2 separate regions of the Bos taurus genome follow, and region 1 is linked to region 2. Evidence: chromatin contacts called from public Hi-C data. All regions are on one chromosome and are shown on one strand. Each heading gives the region's core, a stretch centred on a gene start, on an enhancer-like site or on the middle of the called end of the contact. The rest is flanking DNA. Distances are from core to core; before and after follow the strand shown. Region 1 has its middle 53 kb from the start of FAM110C. Region 2 holds the start of ALKAL2 (ALK and LTK ligand 2).

The links. A called contact is a pair of places that touch in the nucleus more often than the background predicts.
Region 1: a contact with region 2 is called in a Hi-C map of liver, with 2.6 times the contacts expected there. The contact joins the enhancer-like site here to the promoter of ALKAL2 in region 2. A contact is called at or near these places in 2 of 11 Hi-C or Micro-C datasets (liver and skin fibroblasts).

Annotation. Positions count from the first base shown.
Region 1 is chr8:112,863,205-112,867,481 of ARS-UCD2.0, reverse strand. No RefSeq gene overlaps it. Among named protein-coding and RNA genes, the nearest start is that of FAM110C, 53 kb to the left of the region's middle. Within about 2 kb of position 2,306, at least 9 of the 102 cell types and tissues checked have an H3K27ac peak or open chromatin away from gene starts, as enhancers often do. A contact at or near this core is called in liver, where this site is marked.
Region 2 is chr8:112,737,249-112,741,588 of ARS-UCD2.0, reverse strand. It overlaps ALKAL2 (ALK and LTK ligand 2), which reads right to left and starts at 1,498. Exons shown (of 5, transcript XM_024996377.2): 1 at 1,121-1,498. The coding sequence starts at 1,376.

The DNA.
Region 1 (4,277 bases), core at 1,057-3,556, 130 kb before region 2:
TGTCTGACCCTTTGATGACCCCATGGAGCCCTTCAGGCTCCTCTGTCCATGGAATCTTTCCAGGCAAGAATACTGGAGTGGGTTGCATTTCTTTCTTCAGAGGATCTTCGCACTCAGGGATCAAACCGCATCTCCTACATTGGCCGGCGGATTCTTTACCACTGAGCCACGAGGGAAGCTCAGTGAACCACACATACACTGGCACTATCTGTCCGATGAGAAAAGCAACAATATAAATTTCAACTATTAGAAAGTTCATAGTCTTTGTCTAATTAACTCCACTTTGCTGTATCCACCCAAAGTAAATGATCACATTTGTTTAGGCACATTTGTATGAAGATATATAAGACAGAAAGTGAAGAAGAAATAAAGTTATTAAAAGCCTCCCAACTAAGAAACTGGTTTAAATAAAGCATATGTTTTGGTTAGATGAGATGGGATATAGCCAATGAATGTCTAGTATTTTTATATATAAGAGGTATGTAGAGCATAATGTTTAAACCAGAAAACAGGAGACAAAGCAGCCTGAAACCTTATCTGGGAGAAATCCTGCCAGCTGCTGACAGCAACTACTCCTCAGCGCAGGGCTGTCACCCCCTTGCTCCTGCCCTGGCTGAGGATGCTGCCGGCTCTGGCCTGGGCATTCTCGTTGAAGGAGCTCCCCCAACCCCCGCCAAGTCCAGGAGGGCAGGAAGCAAAGGGGTACGCCCTCCTCCTTCTGCCTTGGCTTCTGTCCAGACCTTCAACAGACGAGACGATGCCCACTGTGGGGGGAGGGCCGTCTGCATGGCTGATTCCACTGATTCAAGTGCTACCTGCATCCAGAAACACCCTCACAGACACGCCCAGAAATAACCCTTACTCTGGACACTTTTAGGCCTCAAGTTGACACATAAAAGTAAGCACCACAGTGTTATTGACCAGAGAAACATTAGCCAGATATTATATGAAAGCAAGTGTGGGAAGCAAAACCATGCAAGTTCAGTTTATATCAGGAAAAGTTGCAAAAGTTAACCTAACAACTGTCAAAAGATTGAGTGCTTTGCTCCCTGGGCAGAAGTTATTTCAGTTGGATAAACTGAAAGGGGAAAAAAAAGGCCATTGGCATGACAAATAGAGATAAAAAACACAAACTATAATTGATAGTAGCTATAGAAATGGAGCTACTATTTAGTTATATTTTCTACCGGCTCCAATACGGGAATGAAGTTTGGAGGACAGCATCCATAAAGGCGCACAAGAGCGAGGCTATCGCTGTAACGGGTCAGGTTCACGTGATCCCAGGGTATGGGCAGGAGGCAGGAGGACCACCCTGAGACAAAATATAATTTGGACCACAGTTTAAGGAGAAAGGTGCCACCAGCATCTGAGCTCCAAGAAGTCCTCTGAGGAGCACCCTCCCAGGAGCCCAGGGCAGCCGGCCCTCTCCTGTCCCGTGAGGGGCCAGCACGTGGGGGTCACAGGTCCGGGAGCGAGGCGATGCCCCGGAGGAGGACCAGGATCCTGTGGGGCTTCCCTGGGGTGCACACGAGGCCGGTGCCCTGGTGCAGAAGATGAAAATAAACTTGTGAACTGGAATTTTCCACATCCCGGCACGTGGGAGCTTCCACTGGATATAATTTGACTTCTAAAAAGAAAGATATGTGGTCCTCTTGCCTCTAAACTTTGAGGAATAGGTAATGATCACGGCCTGAATGCTCTCGATGCTGAGATCCTTTTAACTGAACAGTCACCACCCATGAGTTGATACTTCTTCCTAGTGACCAGAGACCTCACTGCATCAACTGTCATGCACATCTCGACTTCAGGAATATTAAAACATGAAAAAGCATGCCAGGAATGGAGGAAACACAATGGTTAAACAGGAATTTAAATATAAAATTTAGACCAATACAATATTATAAAGCTAAAAAATAAAATTAAAATTAAAAATAAATAAATAAAATTTAGACCTTAAGAAGCTCCTTGGAATTCTCTCAACACATTTTGAAAACTACTCTGATAACATCAAAGGTATTCAACCTCTCAGGTATCACTAATCTAATCAAATAATTTACCTCTATGTGGGCACCTATTTGGGTAAGAGTTGGACAGACTTGGTAACTAACACCTTCACTTTTCACATGGCAACCCACTCCAGTCTTCTTGCCTGGAGAGTCCCATGGACCGAGGAGCCTGGCGGGCTGTGGTCCCTAAGGTCATAAAGAGTCAGACAGGACTACAGCGACTCAGCACACAGCATGCGCAGGAACGTGTTTCCCCGGAGGCGGGGGCCGCTGATAAGCGTCCTAGAGTCTTCGCTACGGACTGGACGTCGGCCACAAGGGGGCGGCGTGAGAATGGTAGGGACGCGGCCCAGAACAGAGGCCCCTGGGCACCCCTTGCCGAGCGCGGGGACTTGGCCACACAGACTCCTCTCAAATCTACCTGCTACATTCCGACGAAAGAGAAGAAGCGCGAATGTGTGCTCAGTGGGCGAGGCCGACGCTCACAAGTAGCCTTGGCCAAGAAATTCAGGATGGAAGAGAAAGAACGTTCAGCTACAGAATATAAAATCAGGCACCCATTTCAATTCCACTTGAAAATTTTCTAAGGCTCAGTTTATGCCTCTGGGAAAGGGTGACAGTGAGAGTCACCACCTTCTCCTTGTTTTCCTTAAGAATTCCCCGTTCCTTCCTTGTTCCCAGCCAGATGCTCAGGTGTCTTGTTCAGTCGCTCAGTCGTGTCTGACTCTTTGTGACCCCATGGACTGCAGCACCCCAGGCTTCCCTGTCCTTCACCATCTCCCAGAGCTTGCTCAAACTCAGGTCCATAGAGTTGGTGATGCCAGGTCATTTGTCTTAACCAAATGTTTCATGAAAACCAATAAAGACATTTAGAATTCCCAAATAATATATGTTATATGTTTTGCAAAGTACAATATCTTTATCTGGGGAAAAATTTATATAGAGAAAAGAATAAATTTTTTTTCTCAAATAAAATTTGGTTACACCTTAAGTAGGGCATTAAAGAGTAGTTAAGTAATTTTTTCCAAGAAAACCCTATATCAAAATTTGATTTGTATTTTCTGAGGGTAAACAATATGACACAGGATTTGGCATAATATATTTGAAACAAAGCCGAAGCTAAATAATCAACTCTTCTCTTATCACCACTTTCAGGAAACAGAAAAAGTTGGTGCCTTAAAATGTTAGAATTGTCCCAAAAGTTAAGTTACTGCACGTGTTCTCAAGTTTTACTGTCAGAGGAGAAACCTTCCAGCTTAAAGATGAGAACCAAGTATCCCCCTTATTGCCCTTTGCTTCCAGGAAAGCAGCGTCATTACAGTGTCTCTTTCACAGCAGGTGCCCTGAAGCTCACACAAAGTGAAGGGAACCACAACCCACATACATGGGAGGACCTCTGGACACTGAGACTCAGGGCATCCAGAGCAGAAAAGAGACACCCCTCTGCAAACAGAGGGTTTTATGAAAACCTGCGCCTGGAACGGGACCCGCCTCAACCCTCCCTGCGAGCCTGTCCTCCCTGCCACCAGTGAGCAAAGCACCAGCATGCATGCACCCTGCTCCCAAGAGGAGATGGGGGACTTTACTCTAGAGAAACGAAGAAGTCTACACATCACTTTCTAATGTTTGGGAAATTTCAGCTTAGTGAGCACTCCCTATCAAATTTCCCCAAAGCAAGCCCCTTACTAAAGACAGACTTTACTAATGACAGTGTAGAGTCTGTTCACCTTTTTGATGTGACAATGTTAAGTTTGAACAGGAAATAAAGGATCACCAGACATTTAAGGGAAAGCATCTCAAGGCAAAAAGAAAGATGAAAGTAAACAAGCAGATATGCTTCTTCTTGAGAAACTAACCCTCAGCAAAATGAGACATGAAAAACACTTTTACGTTGCTCATCCAATGGCGTGTTTAGGTCTTAGCCAAGCAAATGTACCACTTTGCTATATTTTTAATTAGTAGGATAAACCACACGAAAGTGACTTTCTTATAGGTGAAATAGTCTAATACTAGCAACTTCACACATAATAATTTCTTTAAATAGAAAGGATAAAATTAGTTCAATATCCAGGTCAACAATCAAGGAAGAAGCAAGGAGTGGAGGATTTTATAATTAAGTGAAGATACAATTGCACTGATTTCACTTGCTAGCAAAGTAATGCTCAAAATCCTTCAAGCTAAGGCTTCAGCAGTATGTGAACCAAGAACTTTCAGATGTTCAAGCTGGATTTATAAAAGGCAGAGGAACCAGAGATCAAATTGCCAACATTC
Region 2 (4,340 bases), core at 249-2,748:
CATCAGGAGAGAGGCAGGGACCATGAAGTGTGTGTGTGTGTGTGTGTGTGACAGTTATCTTCCAGTGAATAAATCACTCTAGACACTTTGATCTTGAAGACCTAGAAAATCAAATTCAACCGTCTCTCAAAGTTCTAAGAGGAAAACCTGATATCATCCTTCAAACAAACAAAAAAATCTGCCATAGGCGTATTCTTCTAGGTATTCACTTAGAAAAAGGGTGAGGGTCTGTCAATACCACCTGTTGTGAAGGTTGGTATGAATGCATGCAAACAGACGTAACCGGGCAGATGAGCTAAAGTACAGTTCCCAGGGAAAGCTGTGTCTGCACAGTCCCAGCTGGTGTTGGTGACTAGCCTGGCTGACATCCTTTCTGCTTTCAGCTTTGCTTTTGCTCTTTTTAACAGTCATCTGGATTCACTTTTCCTCACCTGATCTGCACTAGTAATGTGATGGCATGTGGTCACACTACCACCAATTCTCATTCAAAGAGGGAAAATTTCCGTAAGAATCTTGCTTGCAAGGTTTAGACATCTCCTAAATGTCAGTCTTCGTTTACAACTAAGTTTAGTCCGTCTATATAAAATTGACCTTATCATATTTGACCTGATTGTGTCATGAAAGCATTAAAAGCTTGCATGCTTTCCTTGGAAATTTCCCAGAGGGCAGCCACTCTGGGAAGGCTCTGCCGTGGGGATGGGGGTGGGGGGTTCTGAAACATTTCTGTCTCAGTTGAAACTGCTTTGCTGAAAATATTTCCATTTCCAAAATAACAGATGACAGTTCCATGCTGAAATTACCGACCCGGGTAACAACTCACACGTCTTAGATGTGGATGAGGGGTAGTTATGTTATCTGCCAGGCATCATTCATGGAATTCCTATCTCCTTTTTTAAATAAAAATATTTCCCAGCTTTAAAAAAAAAAAAAAAAAAACAGTAGAAATGCATTTATATTTTAAAACTACGTATGCGTTCTCAGAGTTCTATCTCCAAGCAAGTCCTGGTTCTTCTAGCGTCCCCTGATACCAGACAGGCAGACCCGGGGGCTCGGCCAGCCCCACAAGCTGGAGGCCTTTGCAGGCGGCGCTCGCCTCCACAGCGGGCGGGCGGGGACTCACCCACTCTCTGCTCCTCTGGGTAAGCGTAGTCCGCGACCTCCCTGCGGTCCAGGGTGTAGTCCTGCCGGCCCGAGAGCTGCAGCCTCTTGGACTCCCCCGAGTGGTACTTCCTGAGCTCCTGGACGATCTCCACGATGAGCCGCAGCAGCGTCTGTCGGTCCGCGGCCTCCCGGGGCTCCGCGCCGCCCCTGCCGGGCCCCGCCGCCCCCAGCACAAGCAGCAGCCCCAGCAGGAGGGGGCGCCCGGGTCCGTGCATTCTGCGCTCGGCCGGGCCGGGTGGGGTCGGTGCGCTCCCGGAGCTCGGCTCGCTGGAGGGACAGGGTGCGCGGAGACCTGGAGAGCCGGTCGGTAGGGAGGGCGGCGAGGCCACTCCCCTCGGACCGCGCGCCCCGGCCCCCGCGCCCCGGAGTCGCCAAGCCGGTGGAGGGGCGCCCCGCGCCGTCCGGACCGGGAAGGCCGCCGCGGGGCCGGGCGGGAGGCTGGGCGGGGTCCCCACGCGGACGCCCCCTCCCCGAGGCCCCTCGCGGCGACGTGGAGAGCGCGCCTTGGGTGCCGCGCGCCCTCCGCGCAGGGCGGCACGCGCCTCGGCCCCGCCGCGGCCCCGAACTTTCCTGGAGATGGCACATTGGCCGGAGCCCCGCAGCGCGGCGCAGCGCCGCAACTTTCTTTCCCCCACGGGCGCCGAGCGGGGGCAGCGGGGGCTCGGGGGCTCGGGCCCAGGCGTCTGCCTCAGGGAACCGCCGCGCACCCCGGCAAGCCGGGGGTGTGGGCGCCCCGCCCGGCGGCCGGGCTCAAGTTTCCAGCAGCGCCTTTGTGTGGCGGTCGCCCCTCTTCCCGGTGTCCCCGATCTCCGCCGAAAAGCCCCGGCGACGAGACCCTCTCCCCAGACGCCCGCTGGGCCCGGTTCTGGAAAACCCCTGGCCCCGGGGAGGGAGCCCGGCTCGTACCTGCCCGGCGCCAGCCGCGGAGCCACCTGTGCGCAGGAACCCGGCCGGGTCGCCCGTCCCCGCGCCCCGCAGCCGTGCGCGTCCTCCGGCGTCCGTCCCCGCGCCCCGGAGCTGGCGCCCGGCTCCCTACTCCATGCCCGGCGGCGCCCGGCCGCGGGGCGCACTGGACGCGCGGGGAAGGGACGCGGCGCCTCGGAGCTGCGGGCGCGGAACTCGCAGTGGCTTGGGGTGCGGGCTGGCGGAGTCCGGCCTCGGACCTCTGGGCGCCTCTTATCCCCGCGGCTGCCGACGTCAGGCGGGTCCCCGAGGGCCCGGCTCCGGTCTTTAATTAGAAGCCGCCGGAGTGTTCGTATCCCCGCGCGGATCTTCGTCAGACACCCCCTTCACCACCCCCATCTCTTCCCCGTCTCCCCACCCCGTCTGCCCCCCCATCGCCCCTCCGCGTCTCCCCCTCCTTCTCCCCGTCTCCCCGCCCCGTCTCCCCACACTCCCCGTCTCCTCCCCTCCACTCCCTCCCCGACCCCCTCCTACACCCCCTCTCCCCACGCACCCGATCCCCCTTTCTCCCGTCTCCTGCATTTCCCTCCCCCACTGCCCACCCTGCACCCCCACCCCGGCGGCCCCCCTCTCCCATCTCCCTCCCCTCCTTGTCCCTCCCCTTCACCTCCCCCCACCCCTTCTCTCCTCCAGTCTATTTCCCTCCGTTCCTGTCACTTATGACAGGATGAGAAGAAACGCCTTTACCAGGAACTCGGATCTGTTTTTGTCTAAATGTAGATCTCGGGCTATTAAAAAAGGAGCTGCCTGATTGCCTCACATTTAATAAGTCAACGAGAGTCTGTGTGTTTTGGGGGATCTGCCGGCGAGGCTGGGGACCACTCCCGGGGGCGAGGTCGCTTCGCCCCAGGCCGGGCCGGGGCGCGGCGGGGAGGGCAGGGTCTGAGTTAGCGCTGGGACCCCCGGACACACCCCCTGGCTGGACCGCGGCGGCGCCGCCACCCTCGCCCGCCCGGCGAGCCCCCGGAGGACGGCGCGCTGGACCCTCGGCCCCGGGCCCTCCGTCCAGGCCCGCGTCCTGCAGAAAGTTTTAGGTTGTAGGCAGGCCCATTTGTGAGAGTTCAGCAGTTTACCTCCTTTAATTTTTCTTCTTGTAAAATGTATTATCAATCAGTTGCGCACTTTCCCATTTTATTGGCTCTTTCTGGGCAAGAGCTGGACTTTCTCCAAACCGGCGATCTGGTTGGGAAAGGTATTCTCGGCGCAATACCGCAGGGAGCGCGGCGGCGGGAATGGAAACCTCGGCCGCGAGCGCGGCGGCCGCCGGCCGGCTGGATGCGCCCGGGACGCCCGGGACGCGCGCGGCGACCCCGGCCGGACGCGCGCGGATCTCCGCGTCCCTTCCTCTCGCTCCCTCCCGGAGGTCCGAGTCCTCAGGAAAGTGTTTGGCCGAGTCGGGTAGGGTGAATAGAATAGAGCTGAAAAACCGTGTCGTCTAAACGCACCGCCTTCTGCACACACTCTGGGGGTATGTGTTTGAAGGAGATGGTTTGATTTCTCAGTGAACTTTTTCTTTCTCCAAGCAATACGACTAAAACGTGAACTTTCTGTCAAGGTGTGCTCTAGAAAAGTAAAAACTCATATCAAACTGCTCTGAGGCAGATGAAAGAGGTATTTTTCCTTTTCCCCCTTCTGTGTGTAGATGGAGTTCACGCTGCTCTAGGGAGAGCGCCGCCTAGTGACAAGTCTTTCCCAGCCGGCTCTCAACAGCATCCCTGTGCAGCCAGGACATCTTTGGACTCCTCTCCAGCATAGTGGAAGCAGGTGACGTTTCTATGAAAAAATATTTTGGTGTAAATCTGTTTTTGTAAAAACATCTTGCTGCAGTGAAAAAAGAAATTAGCCCGATCTCATATTATTTTAAATTTGCATATAATCTTTCTTTCTAAATCTTACCATATCAAAATAGATTTTTTTTTCTAAAAAATACCAGTAAGAACTATCTTCCACTGCACCCCAAATTATACCAAAGAAGCCTTGATAGTAATCACTGTTGTCCTTTTTTATTTTGCAGTGTTTAAATGGGACAGACGAATGGATTTCTTGAATGAATCCTTCTATCACCCAATTATATATATGCCAACACTTCAGCTCAGCTTATTAGATACTTAGATGTACAAACAGCAGTGACAAAACTGGTATTTAGTCGGCCTTTAGACTCATGAGATCTGCCCATGAGGGCTCAGACAGGTCATGCGTTAGTTCATCCATTCTTT